2 separate regions of the Ovis aries genome follow, and region 1 is linked to region 2. Evidence: chromatin contacts called from public Hi-C data. All regions are on one chromosome and are shown on one strand. Each heading gives the region's core, a stretch centred on a gene start, on an enhancer-like site or on the middle of the called end of the contact. The rest is flanking DNA. Distances are from core to core; before and after follow the strand shown.

Evidence for each region. Hi-C and Micro-C count contacts between places; a contact is called where the count stands out from the background.
Region 1: a contact with region 2 is called in a Hi-C map of liver, with 3 times the contacts expected there. The contact joins the enhancer-like site here to the promoter of ZNF644 in region 2. A contact is called at or near these places in 4 of 16 Hi-C or Micro-C datasets (hypothalamus, liver, omental adipose tissue and 1 more).

The regions. Positions count from the first base shown.
Region 1 is chr1:68,471,640-68,476,164 of ARS-UI_Ramb_v3.0, forward strand. No RefSeq gene overlaps it. Among named protein-coding and RNA genes, the nearest start is that of ZNF644, 110 kb to the left of the region's middle. Within about 2 kb of position 1,507, at least 4 of the 54 cell types and tissues checked have an H3K27ac peak or open chromatin away from gene starts, as enhancers often do. A contact at or near this core is called in liver, where this site is marked.
Region 2 is chr1:68,364,968-68,369,772 of ARS-UI_Ramb_v3.0, forward strand. ZNF644 (zinc finger protein 644) reads right to left here and starts at 2,900. Exons shown (of 7, transcript XM_060411565.1): 1 at 2,768-2,900.

The DNA of each region.
Region 1 (4,525 bases), core at 257-2,756, 110 kb after region 2:
CTAGGTTCACTGACACATCCGTCCCGTAGTCACCTTTCTTGTGTGGGGACACTTAAGGTTTACTCTCTTAGCAACTCCCAAGTACAGACGCAGTGTTCTGAACTACAGTCACCATGCTGTACGTTAGCTCCCCAGAGCTTAGTCATCCCATCACTGAAGACTTGTACCCTATTGCCATCATCTTCCCATCCTCCCCAGCCCACTGGCCCCCAGTATCCACCATTCTACTCTCTGTTTCTAGAGTTCCGGTTTTTCTTTCTCTCTTTTTTTTTAGATTCCTCATGTGAGTGAATCCATACAGCCAAACTCGTCCTCTCACCCTCTTCAGTGTGCCTGGTGTTGGATCTGTTTTTCCTCTGGTGCCGTGTGGACCTTCTTCACCGGACTCCTGCATGGCGACAAAGGCACTCTCCTCTGTGGGTGACTGTCATAACTGCTGCCCTTTGGTGGAAATACAAGAGAAAACTCCTATCTCACCATTTTGCTGACATCGCTGCTATTTGTTTTTATTTGTTCTGAGAAAATAGCCAATAATGTCCAATTCACTGAATTCTGCAAACACAATGTCTCCCTCTCAAAAATGGCAGCAAATGCCAGCACCTTTGCATGTAGCTCACCAAAAGTACAGTGTCTGAAGCTGGATGGGCTTCCCATGCGAGGCCCAGTTGTCTGAGTCTCCTCTCACACTTGCAGAGGTGTTTCTGAGCAACAAGCCTGAGATCCAGTCTGTTATTTAATTTATGGTAGAGGAGCCACTGAGCACAGTCCCAAGACAAAGTCCAGTGAATAACACTGACTGGGATCCACTGATGAGACCTCTGGTCAGCAGGATAATGACCTCCCAGAGATGTCCGTGTCCTAATCCCTAGGGCCTGGGAATATGTTATCTTGCATGGCAGAAGGGGTCTATTGGTTTGCTGGGGCTGCTGTAACAAAGTACCACAAACTGGGTGGCTTAAACCACAGAAATTTAGTTTCTCACAGTTCTGGAGGCTACAGGTTCAAAATCAAGATGGGTCCTTCTGAGGGCTGCGAGGAAAGCCTCTGCCTGTTCCAGGCCTCTCTCCTGGACTTGTGTTTCCTCTCCTTGTGTTTCTTCGCATCATCTTGCCTTTATGTGTGTCCGTGTCTGGGTCCAAATTTCCCCTTTCAATAAGGAAATCAATCATATTGTATTAAGGCTTGCCCTTCAGGACAAAATCTTCACTGATTACATTACGACTCAATTTTCAAATAAGTTCACAGTCTGGGGTTGAAGACTTCCACCTTTGAATCTGGGAGACACAATTCAACCCACAATAAGGTACTTTGCAGATAGGACTCAAGTTAAGGACGATGAGATGGAGAGATGAACCCGAATGATCCAGACGAGCCCAATGAGTCCTCAGAAGTGGAGAACCTTCCCTTCTGTGGTCAGGAAAGAAAGTTGTGACGACAGAAGGGTGCTAAGAGCAAGCAACACAGCCGGCGATGACGGTGGAGGAGGGGCCACAAGGCCGGAAATGGCGGCGGCCCCAGAGGCTGGAAAAGGCAAGGAGACAGATTCTCCCGCAGAAAGACCTCAGCCCCGCCGACACCTCGACTTAGCCCAGTGAGACCTGTTGTCAGACTTCCTACCCACAGATCACACATTTGTACTGTTTTCAGCCCCTCTGCTTGTGGTAATTCGTTACACAGCAATCAAAAACGAATACAACCCCATCCCAACCGCAGCCCTGAATTCACCGCTCAGGTTCCCATCCCCCGTAAGTACCGCCTCTCTTCTGGGAGTCACTCTCCGCAGAGCTTCCCCCACAGAACTGATCAGAACTGAGGCAGGCAGGGAGCTCATCCCAGAGCTCTGTAACAACCTAGAGGGGTGGGGAAAGGCGGGAAGTGGGAGGGAGTTTCAAGAGGGAGTGGACATATGTATGTCTTTGGCTAATTCATACTGATGTATGACAGAAATAAAACCAATACTGTAAAATAATCAATTGAAAAGAAATAAACACAATTTTAAAAAGTCAGGTTTAGTGTCAGCTTCCTGGCAGAGGGTCTGGCCAGCCCACAGCCACTCCACTGTGCACCCCCTGACTTCAGAGTGAGACCAGACAGCACGGTCAGAGGAGATGCTCCTGTCTGCCCTGAGCTGACAGAGCAGGATGGGCAGTCTCTCTGGAGATCTTGAGCTAAGAGGCTCTGGGACCAGGAGTTGGGAGCTGGTTTCTGTTAACGACAGAGGTGTGGAGGGAAGGTCCGTGTGTTGGCACTGCTGAGGGGCTGGGCGCTGTGCTGCCCTGCCTGCACCAGTCTGCAAAGAGTTTGTATGACTGGCCAGGAGCCTGAGCACTTGGCATTTGCTAATCCAGAAAGTCCAACCAAGACTGCACTGGAGAGAAGTGAAAAAAGTGAAAGTGTTAGTTGCTCAGTCATGTCCAATCCCAAGGACTGTAACCCATGAGGCTTCTCTGTCCGTGGAATTCTTCAGGCAAGAATACTGGAGTGAGTAGCCATTCCCTTCTCTAGGGATTCTTCCCGACCCAGGGACTGAACCCAGGTCTCCTGGATCGCGGGCAGAGTCTTTTCTGTCTGAGCCATCAAGGGAAGAGAATGAAAGAGAGCTACAGAAAAGGCAAGGGCAGGATGTTGCCATCCCTCTGGGGCGGTGGGAGGAGGTTGCCACTCCTGGCTAAAAGAGGTCTCAGAGGAGTTTCCAGGTTCACTGTTACAATGAAGTGTTGTCAAATGACTCCGCCTTTTCTCTCCAAATCCAGTAATTTTTCTGGAGGCCTTATTTTCTTCTAGAAGAGCTAAACCGCACATCTCTTACTGTAGGTGGTTCTTGCCCTTATCTCTCCTTACACAGAGGCTGGCAAAATACTCAATTGCCTCTCAGTGCTTTTGTTTTGTTTTGTTTTAACGTGTTTGATTTTTGAAAGCTGTTAAGACCTAGATTGGAGACTCTTAGATGATCTGATCCTCTCCGGTGTCAGGATGCTTAAAGAAGGCTCTAGTCTTTCCTTTGTATCTATTCCATCAGGAACTGCTGGAGATAAAAGCAAATGTCTTAGAAAAGCAAGTGTGACATCTGGTTTGCTATCAGGAATAAATTTCTACCTGCCAAGCAAGACTGTAAGGCAGTCTGGAACCAGTTACTATGCAAACTTGTTTTATTTCAAAACCGTATATCACCTGACTTACCTTTCTGTTTATTGCCTGTCTTGAGTTCTTTTTCACTATCAAGATGCTCCTAATGAAACACAGTTGACCTGAGTTTTGAGGTGAATGGTGAGAAAGGAGTTTGTCAAAAGGACTTAAAGGGAAAGTGCTCTTATTTCCTCTAGCTTTTGTGGCTGCAAAGTCACCCCAGAAACCAGGCCGCAGTTCTAAACGAAGGGAGGGAAACTGGTGGTGCTCTGATGCCCAAAATTCTATCGTAGGAGCTGGTTTGAAGATGTAGTGAATGAGCAGTGGGTTCCCGCACTGACAGGTAATATGGGGTCAGGTGCCAGTCTGGCCACTGCCTGGTGTGTTGAAGGGTCTCGGATGGAAGATGCTGGAGAGCAGGCCTGTGCTTGCATGACCTGCCCTCAGCTGCCTCCCTCCCTCCCCTGGCAGGGCACTGGCGAAGGCCTTGAGAGGGCTTTCAGGTGGCGGGGGTAGCCGTCAGCTGCTGTATGCCAACCAGAGAGCGCCCCAGCTTTTCCAGTCGCTTGTGTCCTTCCCGGTGAGTATTTGATGTGCAAGAGCCCGACAGTGCCAAACGGCAGGCAAAGCCATACATCCTCAGTGTGAGCACACAAGACTGGGCACAGTAGGCCCGTGATAGAGGACTGTTGTTTATATAGCAGCCTTCAGATTTTCTTACCTCCTGTACGTTATCCTATAATACCTTTCAGAAAAACTTGATGAAAATGCTGCCGTCTTTCCCATCTTACAGATGAAGCCGTGGTGGTGCCAAGGGCTGACTGACTTACTGTAAAGTTGAAGTGAGCCTCAAGCCCCTTTCTCCTGACTCTAACGCAGGGATCTCAAACTCAGATGCCCGAAGGAGCAGGGGAGTAATCGTGGGAGAACAGTGCCCTGGAGAGCGCACAGCCCGACCTCAGAGCAGCATCCCTCAGCAAAAGAGGGGCTGCCACCTGAGAATCCAGGTCCAAAGTTGCCAGAGCCTTCTAGTTTTTCATTCCACAATACGGATGTGTGTGTGTGTGTGTGTGTGTGTGTGTGTGTGATGGCAACTTATTCAAAATGCTTAATAAGCACTAAAACACAGGACTTCCTTGGTGGTCCTGGGTCTGATTCTCTGCTGCCAATAAAGGAGGCCCAGGTTCAATCCTTGGTCGGGGAACTAGATCCCACATGCCACAGCTAGAGATCTTATAGGCTGCAACTAAGACTCAGCACAGACAAATAAATAAATATTTTTAAAACACACACATACACACACTGAAAAGAAAAACAACTTTCTGGGTCTTAAGTAGCTGTCTGAAGGCCCTGTCTTGTTCCCCCCCACCCCCCCAGTTTGCAATGTCTGCTGGTGGCT
Region 2 (4,805 bases), core at 1,650-4,149:
ATATCCAAAGATGTTAAAGGTAACTGTGGGACCCCATCATAAATGATTTTACTACTTGTTGAATTTCCTAACAGATCTTACAGATTCACTATTCAACAGTACACTAGTTAGTCTTAAGCTGCTTTTAACGTGGTCAAAGTGGCATGTCCATTTATCCAACTAAAATGCTATTAGAAAATGAAGGGCATTAGCATCTACCTCATTTCTTATGTAATAACTGGTAGTAACTGCAATTACTTCAAACTTTCCAGAAGTTTATCAAGTTACCTGTTTTGTTAAGTTTCTAAGTCAAGATTATTTTGAAAACCTCAAAATTCAAAAGCAACATTGCTTTGAAATTATCTGATATGCCTGTAATTTTGTATCTGAATTTGTTTCAGTTTGGAAGTCACTTTAAAACGTCACCATATCAACTTAAATACACATTTTCAATTACCATCACAGAATTTCTCATCAGTATAACAGTATCTAAATAACAAGTGCTCTCAAACATACTCCCTTGTTTTGTTTTATAACCATGATTAGTTGCAGATGGTCACCTCCTTATCCCAGCAATGTGACCAATGAAAAGACCAATAAGTTGGAAGTCGAGAGACAGTTTTCCATTATGCCCTTAATGCAATCATCTTTGGCCCTCAAAATATCGTGAGAGGGTAATACTAGTTGTTCTCTAAGATTCCTTCTAAGCTAAAACTATATAATTCAATAATAATTTTGCTGATAATAATGTATCTCTCATTAATACAAGATTGTTCTCTATTAGGAGAAAAGTTAAAAGAGGGGGCAACATAAAACAAGGAAAATCAAAGTTTTAAGAAATGCTGAAAAGTTCAAATTTCAATTCAAACAGATCTAAAGTTAGTTATATAAGTATGTTTAACTATCCCTTCAATAAAGTAATTTAACTTGTTAATGTGACCTGGCCAAAACATTAGGTGTTTCCAAATTTTGTATTTAGAATATTACAAATATACAAAGTATGCTGTAGATGTAGGTGCTGTATAATTTTAAATTGTTAGAAATTAAAAACTCACCACCACCACGACTGTGAAAGCAATGTAAATATATACTAGCAATGTACATTAATACTAGTCAAGGCTTCATGCTTTACCTATTTAAATATCTAAACTAAATTGTAACTTCTTTATAAACACTAATTTTTCCTTACAAATATCTATGGATGTAAATATTGGTGCCATCAAGTTTCCTGGATACTTACATATATGAATGAAGGCAAACAGCACGTTTCCTTTCTTTGAGAAATTTGAGTTGTCTATTTTTTGAAATTCTCTTTTTCTTGTGGGACCAAAACTATGTAACTAAACTACTGCAGAGAGGCAATATACTATTAAGGCAAATCTAATCTATCATCCGGATGCAACAAGCCTGGCATTAGTTAGGACTGGCCAGAATAGATGATGGTGTTTTGGTTATTTCTGCCGACGATATTATTAACTTGTATAAGAAACAGGACCATCATGGACCTCAACTGTGTTTCTCTCGTTGAGTACTTCTCAAGGACCACACAAAATCTTAACTCTAGACATGAAAGTTCTGTAACAACTAAATTTGTATCAATGTTACTTAAACAGTTCAAGAAAAGTTTTCCACTAATGTTGCTAAACCATGGATGGATCCCAACACGAGAGTCGTCTGTGGAAGTCTCGTAACAAGAAACCGTTAGTTCCACCACCTAAGTTTCCAATCACTGAGAAGGGTCTGGGACAACTCATCTTCAGGTTCACGGGAGAAGTGGAGCACACCTGCTTTCCTCTGGCAGAGATTAAGCTCCCAGGGACACAAAGGCCAGGGAATCAGACCTGGAGAAGCAAAAAGCTTTAGCTGGACACCCACCAAGCCCCTGGCAACCCACTTTGAGCGATTTACCTCTTGCTGTTACTTCCCAGGCACCTAGCGGCATAAGATCTTGCAGAACACGGGGAGGGGAGGGCTATGCGGTCCTGGTCCCACGTTAGGGGAGGGGTGTGTACAGTTAACGCCAGAGCCTACGCTTCTGGCCGAGACGGGGCAGCCCCGAGGAGAGGGGGTTGGTGACTGCTCTCGGACCGCCCCGTTACTCAGTGCATTGCAATGGCGACCGCCAGGCTCCCCAAGCCGCCTGATCTCGGCCCCCTTCCCCCTACTGCTCACTGGCTGCTCGGCTTCATGTGACTAAACAAAACCCCCAAGTCTAGTGCCCAGCTCAACCCCTTTGTGTCCGCTACCGGATCCTCCGACGCCGCCGTGGTAAAGTGCCCCCTCCCCACCTCCACCGAGTCCCGCCCCGCGGCGGCGACCGCCGCTCACCTCAGGTTCCGCCGCCCCCCGCGGCCGCCGCCTCCCCGAACCCGGGGCCCGGGCTCCTTGTGTAGCACCAACTCCGCCTCCTCGGCCGCCGCCGCCATCTTAGCCTGTGCGGCAAAATGCGTCCTTTTGGATGGTTGGGACCCAGCCTAGGGCGTAGCTCCCCGGGCCCGAGCGCCGAAGGCCGGGTCCCCCAAGTTCTTCCGCCACCCCCAGTCCCGCGCCGCCACAGCCCAGAGGCCCCAAACCCACACGGGTCCGGGCGATTCCGACCAAATAACCCCTGAAACTCACAGTTTGGTGCCGTGTGCGTCAAACCGGGGCGACGTTGGGAGCGCGCGGCGTCCCCGCGTCACACGCCGCTCTGTACGCTACTCGGCTCCAACGGCCCCCCTCCGCTCCCCGCTTTTCGCCTGGGGCCCCGGTTCCCACGGCGCAGGCGCGCTGCTTTCCCGCCTCTTACCGACCTACGGGCCGCGGGGGCGGCCAGCGAGGAGCTCCTGGGCGGCCTCGCGCTGGTGGAGCGTCTGGGCCAATTACACCAACGCGGGCAGCAGAAACAGTGCACTACTGTTCTCGGGTGCCAGAAACCCAACAAGGTCACCTCCCCCAGCGCTGACCTAATCACTCTCAAGGAGGTTCCCGCCCCAAAGTAGGCACGCTCCAAATATGGTGGTGCCCAAACTCTGCAAGACCCAAACACTTAGGCAAGCCTAGGCCCTTTAAGGTGGAACAGACCCATGTTTGAGTTCCACGATCACGAGAGTGGCACAATTCCTTTTCTCTTCCTCCTGTTGAGGAAAACAGCTAAAGATCCCAAGATTGCCGGTCACAACCGTAGAGTCATGGCAGAAGTTTTCTAGATCTTAAGGGGACCAATTGTTGGGAGATGCTTGATGAACAAGCAGACCATCAAACGTAGCATCACAGTTAGGGTAGGAAGGCCTGCCCTAAAAGGTGCCCTGGCTTTGGTCCAATTTGATTCTGTGAGGATCCTTTCTCCCTGCATTACTGAACGTGCTGTGAGTCTCCAAATTAAAGTTACATAAGAAACACCTGATACACTGGTTACCCTTCAAACAATTAGTAGCCTAGGGAGTTCTAAAAAGCTTTAAACAAGTAGCCACCTCAAGAGTTTGAGGACAGCCTCATAAACCACACTTTGAGAAACACTGATGAGGAGTTAGTCTCTGCTTTTAAACTGAGCCAACAAAAAGTTGCTAACATGTTTGACACGAATCAAAAGTCCCTGAGGAATCTACTAGTCCTGCCTTACTAAGTTCTTTGGCTGTTCCGAATCTCTGGGTTCTCACTTGAAAAAAAAAAAAAAAAGAAAGAAAAGCTTTCATTAGATGTTACTGGCATTCAGAGGAATACACTGTAATTGCAAATATTTGACGAGAATGAGAAACATGCTCTTTCCTATAGGATGGTGACTTCATCATCATTATCAGCAAACATTCCAAATAACAGGTATTTATACTTGCTGAATTAGTTAATAATAATAGCTAATACTTTGGAGTGCTTACTGTTGACCAAGCATTGTTCTAACTCATTTAATTTCATTAAAACCTAATGAAGCAAAGAGATGTTAGGTAATTTTCTCAGCGTCACACAGTCTTGGACTGGACTCTTTCAAAATACAAATTTTTATTCTTCATTTACACAAATAGGTAAGCAATGAAATGTGTATTTTTGACCAATTTGGGGGAGTTGCCTTGTGAGTTATTTTATTTGCAGAATCCATTAAAATTGGCCATTCTCAGTTTACTATTGGACTTACAATAAATAAAATTATAATGTACTATGGAAATTCTTATGACATTTATCACTACCAAAGCAGTTACCAACAACAACAATAAAACTCTGTTGTGAATGTACACCCCTGACTGACTGATGGGCATCAGATCACACTACCAGCAAATAGAGTCACTTAGAACTCAACCATGATCAGAAACTTGTCTCACTAATGAAACTTTTTGTTTATACTAGAATTAAGCAACTAAACTGTAATACTATAGAAATAATATTAGTAGCATAAGTAATAATAATAATTGTAATAGTAAAAGTAGTAATGGTTGATGAAATTCTTAATAAACAAAATAGATGTCAAAAAACTTTCTATTAGAGAAACCTTGAAAAGGGCAAACATTTTGAATAAGGTATTGCAAAAAAGAAAAGAAAATTGCAAGTCGCAAAATCCAAGGATCAGTTATGTGGCTCTAAGCCAAAATATTTAAAGACATTTTAAAAAATTGCAGTCGAGAATGAAATCAAGATGTGGAAAACATCTCGGGAGAAAATTCACAAAGCACAGATGAATACACCTGGTGCAGAATCCTTGAAAACAAGGAAGAAAGGAAAAGCAAAATTGGCTCTTGGTAATTAGTGTTAAAACCTGACAGTATCAGCACAATATATGAATGTATTATTCCAGTGAATGGAATTACCCAATAAAAGATACAAAGTAAAGATACATATGGTCTCAAATGACCTAAGCA